Linked DNA regions of Mus musculus: regions 1, 3, 4 and 5 are each linked to region 2. The links are chromatin contacts, called in public HiChIP or PLAC-seq and promoter capture Hi-C maps. All regions are on one chromosome and are shown on one strand. The core of a region is the stretch at or near the end of the contact, and the rest is flanking DNA. Distances in the headings are between cores, read along the strand shown. Region 1 holds the start of Inf2 (inverted formin, FH2 and WH2 domain containing). Region 2 holds the start of Cdca4 (cell division cycle associated 4). Region 3 has its middle 4.1 kb from the start of Gm26583. Region 4 holds the start of Tex22 (testis expressed gene 22). Region 5 holds the start of Akt1 (thymoma viral proto-oncogene 1).

Evidence for each region. HiChIP or PLAC-seq counts read pairs in DNA pulled down with a chosen protein or histone mark. Capture Hi-C pulls out chosen DNA fragments and counts their contacts.
Region 1: a contact with region 2 is called in an HNF4G HiChIP or PLAC-seq map of pancreatic cancer cells. The contact joins the promoter of Inf2 here to the promoter of Cdca4 in region 2. A contact is called at or near these places in 1 of 484 Hi-C or Micro-C datasets (embryonic stem cells) and 3 of 115 datasets of contacts at active chromatin or transcription factors (embryonic stem cells and pancreatic cancer cells).
Region 3: a contact with region 2 is called in an H3K27ac HiChIP or PLAC-seq map of microglia, with 3 times the contacts expected there. The contact joins the enhancer-like site here to the promoter of Cdca4 in region 2. A contact is called at or near these places in 6 of 484 Hi-C or Micro-C datasets (B cells, CD4 T cells, cardiomyocytes and 3 more), 15 of 115 datasets of contacts at active chromatin or transcription factors (CD8 T cells, the SCID.adh cell line, bone marrow-derived macrophages and 10 more) and 3 of 9 other capture datasets (adipose tissue, liver and pancreatic islet).
Region 4: a contact with region 2 is called in a promoter capture Hi-C map of liver. The contact joins the promoter of Tex22 here to the promoter of Cdca4 in region 2. A contact is called at or near these places in 8 of 39 promoter capture datasets (the 3T3-L1 cell line, cranial neural crest, fetal liver and 4 more), 1 of 484 Hi-C or Micro-C datasets (uterus), 5 of 115 datasets of contacts at active chromatin or transcription factors (the SCID.adh cell line, effector CD8 T cells, embryonic stem cells and 1 more) and 3 of 9 other capture datasets (adipose tissue, liver and pancreatic islet).
Region 5: an H3K4me3 HiChIP or PLAC-seq map of the SCID.adh cell line shows a contact between it and region 2, with 17 read pairs. The contact joins the promoter of Akt1 here to the promoter of Cdca4 in region 2. A contact is called at or near these places in 13 of 39 promoter capture datasets (the 3T3-L1 cell line, the SN4741 cell line, cranial neural crest and 10 more), 13 of 484 Hi-C or Micro-C datasets (the G1E-ER4 cell line, Th1 cells, cardiomyocytes and 5 more), 9 of 115 datasets of contacts at active chromatin or transcription factors (the 230-238 cell line, the SCID.adh cell line, bone marrow-derived macrophages and 5 more) and 2 of 9 other capture datasets (adipose tissue and liver).

The regions. Positions count from the first base shown.
Region 1 is chr12:112,587,358-112,590,057 of GRCm38.p6, forward strand. Inf2 (inverted formin, FH2 and WH2 domain containing) reads left to right here and starts at 1,427. Exons shown (of 23, transcript NM_198411.2): 1 at 1,427-1,538.
Region 2 is chr12:112,828,162-112,830,861 of GRCm38.p6, forward strand. Cdca4 (cell division cycle associated 4) reads right to left here and starts at 1,360. Exons shown (of 2, transcript NM_001359234.1): 1 at 1,145-1,360. It overlaps Gm52009 (apical junction component 1 homolog), which reads left to right and starts at 540. Exons shown (of 2, transcript XM_030247054.1): 1 at 540-549; 2 at 847-2,115. The coding sequence starts at 540. The coding sequence ends at 1,631.
Region 3 is chr12:112,957,056-112,959,755 of GRCm38.p6, forward strand. It overlaps a transcript of Brf1 not described here. Among named protein-coding and RNA genes, the nearest start is that of Gm26583, 4.1 kb to the left of the region's middle. Within about 2 kb of position 1,431, at least 67 of the 459 cell types and tissues checked have an H3K27ac peak or open chromatin away from gene starts, as enhancers often do. A contact at or near this core is called in B cells, CD8 T cells, effector CD8 T cells and 6 more, where this site is marked.
Region 4 is chr12:113,073,067-113,075,766 of GRCm38.p6, forward strand. It overlaps Tex22 (testis expressed gene 22), which reads left to right and starts at 1,436. Exons shown (of 3, transcript NM_001361919.1): 1 at 1,436-1,793; 2 at 2,178-2,370. The coding sequence starts at 2,215. Pacs2 (phosphofurin acidic cluster sorting protein 2) reads left to right here. Exons shown (of 24, transcript NM_001081170.1): 24 at 1-1,335.
Region 5 is chr12:112,672,863-112,675,562 of GRCm38.p6, forward strand. Akt1 (thymoma viral proto-oncogene 1) reads right to left here and starts at 1,414. Exons shown (of 14, transcript NM_009652.3): 1 at 1,138-1,414. It overlaps Gm30150 (a long non-coding RNA gene), which reads left to right and starts at 1,614. Exons shown (of 3, transcript XR_381988.3): 1 at 1,614-1,835; 2 at 2,157-2,690.

The DNA.
Region 1 (2,700 bases), core at 177-2,676, 240 kb before region 2:
ACTCCCACTCCTGCAGCATCCAGAGCCACAAACTGCCAGATCTCTGAACCCTGACCCCAGCTACCAACTAGCTACTCTGCCCGCTTCATCCTGCTCTGGCCTCTCATGGCTTGGCCTGACCCTGAGGAACAGCTCCAACAGGGCCGCACCTCCCTCAGGGCCACTGCAGAAGAACCTGGAAAGATGACACAGTTCCCAAACACAGCCACTGCGGTCTCATGGGGGGATGAGGGAATGAGGGATGGTGACAGGCTGAGGCCAACAGTCCTCCAGGCTGGGGCCATAGTCACATTCCTCCTTTTGGGTAAATAAACACACCCTCTGACCAAAGGCCCAGGACAGAGTGAGTAAACCTTGCTGACCCCTTCCCAGAAGGAGCCACCAGACCTAGGTGATGTTGGGTAACCAGAATTGCAGCCCAGACAGAAGGTCTCTGTGCTGAGCGTTAGTGGGGCTGAGTGGCTCATTTGGTGGCTGCAGGGACTGTGCATTCTAAGAACAGCTGAGTCCCACTACAGGAACGGCCAAGACTTACATCCCAGGCTGGGCAGTGTCCAAGAGCCAGTCAGCACCTGCCTTGGCGGTGCACACCAAGCACTTTGGGGCCATCCCAACACTGGCTAGCTATCAAAGGTTGCTTTTGGCCCTGCGCTTGAGATGATAGGGCCGAGCAGGGGGCACAGAATACTGAGATGGACATTTACAGGCAGCCAAGGCTGTGCTTAATCCCATGTGGCAGAAGAGCACATAAACCCCCAAGCATGATGCTGTGTCCAGGATAGAATGGCTACAGGAGATCCAGAGCCCTTCACTCTGCCCACCCGCCACATGCCCTCCACCCAGCTTGGAAGATTCAAGGCTCAAGTAAGTGGAGACCCTTTATTCACGTTCATAAACCTTTTAAAGGTACAACTTCAAGCTGGAGAAACTGAGGGCGCACAGCCCAGGCTAGGGCCAGGGAGAGCACTTCAGCAGGTCCTCAGGACAGAGCTAGAAACTGGAAATAGCTACCTCCAGTGAAAAAAGGATGAAGGTAGGGACATCGGAGGACTCTCAAGATCAGCAGCCTACAGCAGGGCTCCCGTGTGGGAGGCAGAGCTGGACCAGAGGTGGTGGAGAACCTGACCAACTCGTGAGTCCACCAGATGGCCAGCGTAGGGGAGAGATAAGGAACGTGCTAGGGAGCCTGGGCGGGAACTGACAGTGAGGTCGGAGGCAAAAGGGCCATTCCCAGCAGGTCTCTAGAGAGTCCCGGAATGTCCCATTCCTTTTCATCTCTCCGCCCCCGCAGAGATGCCAGACCCGGGTGGGCAGGGCTTCCTTGGAGACCCCACCCCGCCCCGCCCCGGGCAGCACCGCCCCCCACGTGGCCGCCGCCGGGTGGGGCCGCACCTCCCCTTCCTCCCTCCAGCCCCGCCCGGCCCGCGAGCGCGGTTAGACTGTGCGGAAAGCAGCCGCGAGGCCGCCGCCCGCAGCCCCAGACGCTCCGGCGCCGGGACACAGCACTCTGCACCATCTCTCGGCTGTACCCCCACCCGGTAAGTCCGCGGCTTCGGGCTAGCCTGGAACGCAGAGGGAAACCGAGTCTGGGGGCAGTGAGGGAAATGGTTGGGGTTGAGGAGCGGACTGCCGCGTGTGCACCAAGGTGGCCAAGAACCTGGTCCCGCGCTCTTGGCCCTCGACTACGGGCTGATATGGAGATGATGCTCACTGCTCATAGGGTGTTTGCTCCGGGTCGGACTGGAGGAGTTCCCCCACCTTGCGGCTACCACATCCTGACCATGAATCAGCCACAGTTGAGAAAATAAACTTCAACTGGAGGTCCGCCTCCGGGATAGCACAGGGCGAGCTTGCGGCCCCGCCCTGACAGCTAGCTTCTAAAGATGCCCGCCGCCGGTGGGCTAAGGCAGACCTGAGAGAGTGACACAGCTCTGTTTCTTGTGGCTACCCCTGTCTACCCTCCTCCTGGGCAAGGACGCTGGGAATGAAGGTGATCTTAGCAGAAAGCCCAACTATGCTTTGGTGGACTCCCTAGAGGACTATGGGATGGAGAGCCGTCTATGGGCCCGTGTGTCCCGTCTTCTAACCGCTCAGTGCCCGGTGGCACACGGTGACAGGTTGGACACACCAGGAGTCAGCGGCAAAAATGACCCTGCTCCTTCCTGCCTTGGGCTCCAGGTCAGTGCACCCACTCTAAAGCTTGCACGCCCGGGTCGAAGCCAGAGTTGGGAAGTCCCTCCTTACCCGTCCTCTCTGGGCCTCAATTCCTTCTCTAAACTTGAAGGGTGAGGAGAGTGTCTCAGACTGTATCCCTTCAGGGTGTCACCCAGGGCAGGGGGCATTTGGGAAGCAGACACTGTAACCCCTAGAGCAAAAAAAAAAAAAAAAAAAAAAAAAAGGTGTTTGTTCCAAGGCTGGAGACTAAGGCTTCTCCCTGTCCCAACCCATTGGTTGGGGAGCAGCTGTGCAAGTTGACCTAGCTGGGGGTCCCCCTAGGACCAGGTAGGAGTTGCCCTGCCTGGCTCTGCCTTCCTACCTTTTCCTGGCGGTCTCTAAGCTTCCCTCCCTGGTACCCAAGCAGGCTGTTGGCAAGGGTTCTGCTCCTGAGGGGTTAACCTCCAGCTGAGGCCCCTCATTTTGTGGGGGTGCTGATGGCTGTCTAGCTAATTGCACCCATCTCGCTGTGCTGAGACCTGAAAG
Region 2 (2,700 bases), core at 110-2,609:
TGTCTCAAAAACAAAACGAAAATCACAACTGTGTTAAAATACTTCCTCAAAGAGCAACTGGGGCGAGGGACTAGTTGGAAAAATCCTGGGGCCAGTGAACTTGATGGTCCTTTGATGGAGTTTATTGTCCCACTACGTCTGCTTCAGACTTTGTATCAGTGACCCTTGGAAGGATGTGGGGCTTTCTTATGCCTGCCTGCCTGCCTTCCTTTTAAGACTAGCACCTCTAAAATGGGGAGATTTCTGAATGCATTAGGTTGATGAGACAAACGACTATGCTTGCAGAAAACGTTTCCCAGAATCGTTTAGATCAGTGTCCAGCTCAGCTCTGCCATCTCGTATGTCAGATACAAAGGCCACCAGGAGGAAATACGCGGGTGCTGTACGTCTGTTTCAAGTGCTGGAAGAAGTCCCTTCCCTGGTGACCCTACCTAGGGGAGAAAAACTTTAGAAAAGGTTTCTGGAGGCTTTTTCTAGTTACAATTGGCCTCAGGACAGGCTAGCAAAGACAGAGCCCGGGTTCCGGCCAAGTTCCACCGATGCCAGGCAGTACCTACTAGGCCATAAATGATGAGTTTGGAAGGAAGTGGGGTCTACTGCAGTAGGGGAAGGGCAGGCAACACAAGACACTTCTCAAGGGAATGAAAATCCAAGAAACAAAGAAAAGAGCGCAAGGCCAACACTCACCAGGCGGGCGGCTGCACGGAGCCCACCCAGCCCTCCCGGAATCGGGAATCGGTCCCTGGCCAGCAGACAGACGGTTGGGGCTCGGCGCTGCTAAAAGCCAGGGAAGGTCCAGTCCCCCGAAACTGCGCACAGCAAGCGGCGGCCAGCTCGAAAGGTGAGGTGGAAGACCGACGCGGGGTGAACCAAAGAAGAGGGGACCGCGGAGAAAGGCAAGGCCACGGGAGGAAGAGAGAGCGGAAGCAGGGGAGCGTGGGCGGAGGGCGGGACGGCCAGCTCAGACCCGCCGCTCCGGCTCTCGGTATGTGTCACTCAACACGCCGCGGCGTCGTGAGCGCCGAAGGGCGGCCGGCGCAGGAAGCCCGAGGACCCTGAGGCCGCCCGACCGCCCCGGGGGTGCTCTGCGCCGACGCCGCCCATGCCGCAGAAGCTCGAAGGCGCAAACCAGCTACACACTTACCGGCGCCGCAAGGCAGACCCCGCCACTCCTTCGGGCACCCGGATCGGTCAGCGCCCACAAAGGGTCGCCATGGCGCCGCCGCACGAGCGCCGATTGGTGGCGTGCGGGGTGGAGCTTTGTTCAAACCCACGCAAGGCGGAGCCTCGCCGGCCGCGTCTCCCGCGCTTCGGCCTCAGCCGTTAGGCTCGCGCGCTGGGCCGCCCCGCCCCCGTTCCCAAGTCTCCCCGCGCCCCGCCCCGCCCCCGATCCCTTGTTTGTCGACGGCTCGACCCGTTCCCAGGGTTCCGCGCGCTCCGCTCCCAGGGTTCCGCGCGCCTGGCCACCGCCCCAGTTCCCAGGTCTCCTTGCGCCTGGCCCCGCCCCCAGGGTGCTTGCCGCGCCCCCTCGCGCCGGTGCCCGAGTCTCCTTCGTTATCCTGGCCCTCCTGACTCACAGCGGGGCGGTTAATGCCAGCCCTGGGCATGGCCGATGTCTACACCTTCTCTGAGACATAGAAGGGTTGAACGAGGCTCGGTGGTGGCATCCCTGAACAGGTCCTGGTTCGAGTTCCAACTGAGAAAAATTAAAATATAAGGTCCTGGTAGTGCACAAGATCTTAACGAGGACACCAAGTCCGGACGGCGTTGGTTGGGGGATGGAGTGAGGTGGGAAGGTGAGTGGATGCAGAATGTTCAGTGGGGATGCCACATTAGCACAGGGAGCAAGCTCGTTTGCTGGAAAAGACTGGAAACTCCTTCCGACCGGGACTTCTAATGAATGAGCGTTCGAGAGAAAAACCGGTGCCATAAGAGAAAGTATACGGCATACACATCACATCGTGTCTTTGTGGCTTCGTGGTTCACCTAAGCTCACTAATGCATTCCCATTCCTGGGCATACTTGCCCTTTATTTGATGGAAAGGCATGCCATCAAACTTTGACCTGGATACTAGCATGGTTTTTCTTTTGAATTACTATTATTTTTGGATTTACTTATCTGTGTGTGTCATTGTTTTGTCTGCATGTATGACTGTATTTCATGTTCGAGCCTACAAGTGATTGTGGGCTTCAGTGTGGGTGCTAACAACCTTATCAGGTCCTTTGTCAGAACAGCAAGTATTCTTAATCCCTGAGTGTCTTGAGTAAGCTAACGTGTAGTTAGTATAACAAGTAGTGTAACAAAAGTTATGTTTCATTATGCTGAGGGTCATTCACACTCTCAATTCCTATGTGGTCCTAAGCCTGTCTCCCCAACACTGCTCACCTGTCTAGGTATCTTAGCTGAAGGTCAGGTCCAGGCTCTAACATAAGTCTCTGATCCTGGAAGGTTCAGGATCCTAGGGAGACTCTCCAGCTGCAGGGCAAATCAGGGTGGCTTCTCTCCAGATGTGCAGGACAGAGCATTGTTCTTGGTCTCTGCTTACATACTGTCCAGTAGATATGGGGTACTAGGACTGTGTCTGACTATCTTGAGTGAGCGATGTCACTGGGTTCTGGTTGCCAGGTGCAGCCTTGGGTGTAGTGGGGTTCCTGACTACGCTATTTTTACATGTGGGTCCTAGGGATCTTAGGTTCGAG
Region 3 (2,700 bases), core at 181-2,680, 130 kb after region 2:
CTTCACTAAAGTCAAGGTCTTCCAGGGGCTGGCCCAGGCTTGGCTCACTAGACTGGAAGGACTCCCAAGAAACCACCCTAGACCCAGTTCCAGCTACTGCCTAAAAGTCCATTGTCCACAGCTCCTGAGTTGGCCTTGGAAAAGGGAAAGAGAGAAAGAGGGAGTCCATTGGTTTTAGATTGGGACCCTGTCTGGTGTGCACACTTGAGCACCCAGAGCTCTACTGCTCTATGCTGAGAAGAGAGCAATTAGAACCCAGGCTATCCATCATGCAGGAAGCAATCTCCATGAGGTACCAAACAGTCTCCCTTTACTTAACTCCTGCTCTACACCTCTTAGAAGGGAGGCCAGAGAGAAATTCTGGGTCTAACAGGTATCCTAAGATGCACGTACCCCACTACTCCACTTCCTCACTAACACCATTGAGGCCCTGCTTCCCTGGTCTCTGGAGTTTCTTGTAGGGTACCTACCATCTAGAGGTATTACAGAGGCAAAGATATATCCAGCTAGATCCATGCCCATTCCATGTATTCTCTCACACTGTCAAGGTGTATCCATCCCCTGGTCCTAGACAGGTATCTGGGCAAAGGATGTGGCCAAACCTCAGTCTCCACCTTCTAACTATGTATAAAAGGAGTGCCCCAACCCCACCCCACACAGGGCTTGTTCCACTCCTGCTCAGTAGTGTACAGAGGACAAAGCACCTGATCAGAGAACCCAGGTCCAGGGCAGGCTGGACAGGCTTCTCAATGGGTACAATAGCTCAGGAGGGAACAGCTCCAAGTGGGAACAGTGCCTCACAGCCTTGCACGGCTGCAACTTCTCATTCTGTGGCCCAGTTCCCTCTAAAGACAGAAACACGCTCTGCCAAGCCTCACATGTCTAGGTTTACAGGAACCTTGCTGACTGCTACTGTATTGCCCCAGTGATCCTCAGTTTGCAGAGGATGGTGGCAACCATGAAGTACTAGGTTCCTCAGTTTAGGGGGCTGGCAAGACACTTGGATAGTGTACCATACATGTAGTGTCCCCTGCACCTCCCTCCTCCTGGCAGGAAGACAGAAGGCAGAGGAGGCTGGGAGATATAAGCTATCCTGTCTGCTCAGCACTCAAGTGTGCATACCACACAGAGTCTCAGTCTAGAATCCAGGATCCAATGGATTCCCTCATTTCCTAATTCCCTCTTCTAAGGTCCAGTGTGGTAAGGACTAGTTTTTCCCAGGAGGCTATCTGAGGCACTGCTCTGCACTCTGAGAAGACCCCAGGCAGGAGGATTCTGTTGTGATAACCCCAGTCAGAAAAAGCAGGCAGAGATGGACTAATTGCATGCACAGTGGGGTCATCCAGACCCAGTGCTCCTTGAGCTTCACACTAGTGCTGCTCATAGACACACACAAGGCTATGACCTCAGCTCAGAAGCATCCTGCCCATTTCACGGCTGCCCCCTACTGGGCCCTTCCTCCTCAACACCCGGCTCTCCCCAACCCAGGTCCCACATTTCAGGACACACACACACACACACACACACACACACACACACACACACACTTTGCTACTCACCTATCTCCTACGGACTGTCCTCACTCAGCACTGTCCACCTCCCTACACCCCTGTGTTCTAACTCTATCCGTGGTAGTGAGCAACTCATCTAACTACCTTACAAGAGCGCTCCAGCCTTCCCGGCCCTTGCTCCATTTTCCAGACCTTTCCTCCTGCTGGCTCCTGGGCAGACAAGGCACAGCTGGGGAGCAGGCCTCCTCCCACTTCTCCTCCCAGGGCACTTGGTTCTTTTTCCTGAGCTCCCACCTCCCACCCCTCACCCTGTACTCTCTCCATGCCACAGGCAAGTCCTGCTGTATAAAAACGTACAAACATACTAAAACTGTTCTCCCCTACCACAGTTGTGATCTCACTTCTGGGAAGGGCCTTTGAGCCTGGTTCCATATCCCCATACACAATCCCAAAGCATCGTGCAGTCTTTCCGTCACAATCACTTCCTACCTGTCTGACCATCCACTCATCTGCAGCCGCCACAACTCACCACCTCAGGCCTGGCCCCCACAACTCACCACCTCAGGCCTGGCCCCCACAACTCACCACCTCAGGCCTGGCCCCCACAACTCACCACCTCAGGCCTGGCCCCACAACTCACCACCTCAGGCCTGGCCCCCACAACTCACCACCTCAGGCCTGGCCCCCACAACTCACCACCTCAGGCCTGGCCCCCACAACTCACCACCTCAGGCCTGGCCCCCACAACTCACCACCTCAGGCCTGGCCCCCACAACTCACCACCTCAGGCCTGGCCCCACCTCCTGATCTGAAAGCCAAGTGGTCTGCATGCAAGGCTGCATCCAGGGAAGGGAGGCCGGAGTTAACTGCACCGAGGGCACTCTGTAGACCTTCTCGTGAAGAGGCCCAGGAGACAGCTTGCAGGCTTCTTGGCAGAGGGTTCTGTGCAGGAGGACTAAAGGTTCATTCTAACTGATGGGGCAGGGCCAGAACTCCACACAGACTGTGCTAGACATCAACAGGAAGCTGCACACAGGTGTACATGGCCTGCTGGTCTCACTTCCTGGGTGCTGCTGATAAACCTCACTAAGACGCTACTGGGTAGCCACAAGGACTCGTCCTAAGCAGGAGGCTGAGGCCTAAGATGCTCCGGGCAGTTCAAGACAATGAATGGACACCGGGAACGGTA
Region 4 (2,700 bases), core at 186-2,685, 240 kb after region 2:
TCCTGGGGTGAAAGATGGCAGGTTTTTATTTACTTACCTCCCTTATTGACTTGCTGAACAGGGTCTATTTGTCCTGGATAATAGGTCCCCAGGTCCCTGGGTCCAGGGCTTCTTAGTGGAACTCCTGGTGAGGTATTCTCTGAAAAGATCTTGTGCTGAGTCAGGCCACTGTAATCCTTGGAGCCTAAGAGCCTAGTTTACCTGCCCCTTGTGTTTTTTCCCAAAAGTCAACCTTCATATGAAACATTTGACCTAGATTTCTAGCCTTGAGGCCACAGGGGTTCAAGCTCTTGCCTGAGGGCAGCCCTTTTCCAGAACCTTCCCCTGTACATACGTGCTCCTTCCTTGACTGGTTCCAGGGGTCTGACTTTACACACACAAGAGGAAGGTGTAGGCAGCGTCTTTGTCCCACAGCTGGCCCAGGGTGGAGTCAGGAAAGCCTAGCACCTGAGCACCATACACCTTCCCCCCAACCCCCACCATGGCAGTGCTAGGTGCAGACCTAGACAGCAGTCCTTCCTCCCTGTGCCTCACTCCCCCAGTGGTTAGAGAGATGGTCCATTTTCCTTGCCTACCTCATGGAGCTGTAATGAGAAGTCATGGAGAAGCACTTTGTCCCTTTGAAGGATGACACCAAAGCCCCCCTGACAGGCAGTGCAGTGGTACGAACCGCAGAGTGTGTTTGCATCCGAAGCTCTGAGGCATCACCCTCAGAGCCTGCCAGTCTTAGAGGTCCCTGTCAAGCAACACCAGTTGCCATTGCTCATTGCTGTCAGTTGGGGGCCCTGCCTCTACCTTCAAGTTGGTTCCTGCCACCACCCTCTGAGTACGCAGCTCAGTATCACTGTAAAGGTACCAGTGCTGGGAGGTGGGGGTGGGGAGGCGTGGGGAGGCGGGAGGCTCAGCCCTGAAGCAATGGCTTGCCCTAGCCTTATCCTGCAAGCCTCACTTCTTCCTCTAGCCTCCATCTCAAATGAATTCCGCATAAAAACGTCCTGGCACTTCTCCCCAGGGCCAGGGTACTTGCTCCCTAAATCCCTGTGCCCTTCAGAGACTGCTCTGTCCTGGAAGGGGGCCAGCAGAAGCTGACAGCCTTGCGTGAGGATGACTCCGTTCGCTTCTGCAGACTGCCCAGCGCGCTGTGACTGATTTCTAGAGTGTGTATGTTGCTAGTTTTGTTTTTGTTTTTTTAATAAAAAGCAGGATTCATGTAAATAGCTTTTTTTGGGAGCAGATACTGATCTGTCCCATGCGACCATGTGGACGATTTCAAGGTGCTGAAGCGACACTAATAAACTGACGGCGCTCAGGCCGCCCACTGCTGTGATTTCTCTGAATGTGTTGGGGCCATGCGGCTTGAACGCTGGGGCGCACGCGTGGAGGGGGCGGAAGCGGCCGCGGAGGGCGGGGTCTGTAGGACGGAAGCTCCGTCCCTCTTCCCTAGAGCTCTGTCCTTGGATCCAGCTTTCTCAGGCTGGTGCTGAAGGTCCTAAGTCAGCCTCACCAGCCAGCTCTGTTTACCTGGACCCACATGAGCGTTCACAGGCCACACGACCCTCCACTCCCTGTGCAGACCCTTCTGAGCCTGGGCTCACCGGCTGATCCATTGTCAACCGGAGCTCATTAAGCCCCCCTCATCTGTCCCGGAGCCTACAGAGCCCTTCCCAGAGCCCTCTGGGCGAGCTCTGCATCCGCGTGGGAGCGGGTGACCCAACTCCCACATACCTTCACTGCTGCCCTTAACTGACTTCCACAGTTCATACCCACGGAGAGGGTGGGAAATGAGAGCTCAGGTTGGCGCTGAGCCTGGGCCTTGTGTGGTAGGGTTGTCCAAGACAGGAGGAGGCCTATTGAGGGTGGGATCCTAGGACTGAAGAGCTTGTCAGGACCGCAGAAGGAGCGCCCCCTGCGAGGAAAAGCAGACCAGGTGGTTCGGTGAGAGCAGAGAAGGCTAGGCTAGCATCTATTTCTAGGCTACTGCTGTCCCTGGGGGGATGCTGGTGCGGAGGATAATGGCCACAAGACCTGGGAGAGAAAGTCACAAGGGACCCCGCTACTCGGCAAGAGTAGTCACTAGGTAGAAGGCGGCCCCAGCAGGGCCTGCCATCATCTGCTTTAGGGATCTGCCGTGGCAGCAGGAACCCTGCTCAGTTCCCTTCCTGCACCTTGCCCCACAGCCCTAGTCGAGGGAACTGCAACCTGCTGTACTTAGAGATGGACAGCAGGCAACAGCGCCCCCAGAGGAAGACGCTACAGTGGCAGCTTGCTCAAGAGCAAAGACAACAGTCACCCCCACAGGGGCTTGCCGTGGCCTCCAGCCAGCCAGACACCAAGAGCAAGCCTCAGGACGACTTGCAGACCCAAGACTGGGTAAGCAGTTAGGAGAGTCTTCCGAGAACCCAGGCTTTTAGGTGGACTGGTTGGAAAGGGACACCGAGAATGGGCCTCTGGGACAAGAGGAAAGGACTGAATGGGACTGGAGGAAACATTTAGTTTTTAGGGCTTGCTTCTCCAACTACTCAGGCTAGGCTCGGAGGTAGACTTCCTCTGGTGGACACCAGGCAGAGAGAGGTCGCCTAAGGTCAGAAGGAGTGTGCCACACATACCCACATCAGCTCGTGCAGTGTCCCTGACCCCTGCTTTGAGGTCCCTCCAAAGGTGACAACTGTCCTGCAGGGCTGACCAGTAGCCCCTTCCGCT
Region 5 (2,700 bases), core at 164-2,663, 160 kb before region 2:
AGTAGGAAAGACCACACCTGGCCCAAGAAGGAAAGAGCCCTTCCCTCAGCAAGCAGGTGGCGACTAAAAGCCAGAACGAAAAAGATAAGCCAAGAAGAAATCCCAGCTCAGTGACTGTCAGAGTGGGTGTGGCCTGGAGGCAGAGGGCTGTACTGCAAGATCTCTCTCGGTGGATGTCCCCTACCCCCACCCAGCCCCAAGGTCTGCTGATGACAGTCAGCTGTCCAGAGCCGTGTAAAAATAAATTCATACACACGGAGTGAAGAAACACAGCCATGTTAACGCCAATGTCCACATCAAGCCGACTTAAGCATGGGACACTCTTCCCACCATGCCATGCCGTAAGGGCATATGGTTGCTATTGTTAAGTCTTAAGAGTTCAGCCCCTCTGGGACACTGGCCCGTGAGCCACACGCCCAGCTGGGGCCCCACCAAGGCGACTCGCCCTTCACTTTAGTGATGGCTCTAGGCAGTCAAGGCTAGCCACCTGGAGCAAGACCAGGGGCCTGGGGGAAGGAGGAGTTTGGCCACACAGCAGAGGCCCAAGGTTCCACCACCGCCCAACTTAGAAACCAGTCCTCTTTAGACAATTCCATCAGCTCAGCCAGTATCCCGGATCCGGGAGACCGAGTCCACGCCGTCCTCAAGGCCCCCCCCCCCCCCGGCACCTCCAGAAACCACCTAGTCCAGGAAGCAGCTTCCGGGCCCAGGAGGGTTAGCAGTCCTTTGTGGGCTAGCCTGGGCACTGTGCCACCGCGCACAACTTTCTGTCCGTGGGAAATGAGTTCTCCTTCCCAGGGCCCTCCCACCGCACGCAGGCCGCGGGGCGAGCCTTTCTCCTACCCTCGCTGGCCGAGTGCCCGGGCAGCCCCAGGCCCCAGGGCGCACCGGCCCCCACTGCGCACACCAACAGCGCCCCTCTCCCGCGACCTGGCCCCGTGGAGCGGCCACCCAAGGTCACGCAGCGGCCGCCCGCACCCTCGCCGGCGTGGGCCTCCTGCGCGACCAGCCCGGCCCCGCGCGCTCCCCGCCCAGGCCTCCGCTCGGCCACTTCCTGCTCCTACTCCGAGGCGCGGCGCGGCCGGGAACAAAGCGGGGTGGCCGCGGCCCGGAACAGGGCGCGGCGCGGGCACTCACCGGGCCGCCGCGTGCGGGCGACTGGGCCTAGCCGGGCCGCGGCCTCGGGCGCCCGCCGCTCCGCATCCCGCGGGCGGGCGCTGGGCGGGGCCGGCTGAAGGCAGCGGCGTCCGGGCGCGCGCTGCTGGCCGGATCTGGGCCGCCGCGGTGCCGGCCACAGGACGCTGCTCGGTCCGCTCCGCTGGTCCCGGACTCGCGTGCGCTGCCGCGCTGGGCCGGCCGCCCGCCGACTCGGTGCTGCCGCCGCCGCCGCCGGCCCGCCTTCTCCCCGCCCCGCGCCCGCGCCGCCCGCCCACATCCGCCTCCGCCGCCCCGGGCGCCCCCGGCGCGGCCCGCGGCCAGGGCGAGGCACCCCGTGAGCGCGAGCGCGGCCCCGCAGGCGCCGCCCTCGGGTGGCCCCGAGCCAGGGCCACGCGGGTAACGGAGCCCCGCCGCAGATCCAGAGCTCCAGCTCTGGTCTGGGTTTCCCGGTTTGTGGGACCTGGCCCTTCCCTGCCTAGCTCTCCAGACCCCAAGGAGGGAGGCCAGCGTGGGAAGTGAATCAGTTTGACTCTCAAGAGGCCCAACTGTCCCCATCTTGGGAGCCGGGAGAGACCGGTCACCGGTGTCCTAAAGGCCAGCCAACACAAGAAAGAAGGCTATTGAGGGCTCATCCAACCCAGTACTGCCTGCCACAGCAACTGATAAGGACTCCCCAGGTGACAGGGAGGACGGGAGCACACCTGGACACCCAGAGGGGGCAGATTCAGGGGTAGGACTCAGTCAGCCAAGACCTTGCTGTGGACTCAGATGGGTGAGGCTTGGGGGGCGGTTCCTTATGGTGTCCCGGAATTGAAGAGTCAAGGTGGTTCCTGCCTCTTATCCATCCTCAGTCCTTCCCCCTTCGGCCAGCCTCAGCAGTTCCTGCGCAGGGCCCCTCCCTCGTCCCAGAAGCCCGACTTGATAGTAACCCTTTTGTGAATTTACCTTCATGTGTTTGGTATTTTTAACCAGGGGGCATTTTTTGTTTTTCATACAAGGGTCAGAGTTCACCAGGAGTGTAAACAAGAGGGTAGATTTAGTAGTCCACGCTATCGCCCAGGATGGAAATCGGAGCTCCTTCTCGGGCTCCTGGGGCTGACCTGGGAAGCACACCCCACTCCCGGAGAAGAACTCACTCTCCTCTCAGCCACGCCCCATACCCTTCAGACGGGGATGGGGATGGGGGGCTCTGTTCTGTGCCCTATCTGCTGCACAGCTGCCCCAGCTCAGAGAGCCTCCAGGGCGCTAAGTCAGAGGCTCAGCAGCAGTTCTGTTCTGCTCCAGCAGTATCCCTGACCCTGAGAGTGGCCTTCAGAGGCTGAGAGTCACACAAATATCCATCACTCGCCCAGCAAACCTTCACCCCAGGCCCCCAACTCCTCCTCTCCTACTTCCCCCATCCCGTTGCTACACAGTTAGAGCCAGCAGGGCGCCCTCTTGTGGAACACAGCAATTTCTGGCTGTTCTCTAGTGACCCTTCTCACTCGGATGCTCTTCCTGGAAGCCACTGTTGGAGACAGCTCCTACCTGTGGTGAGCCCTG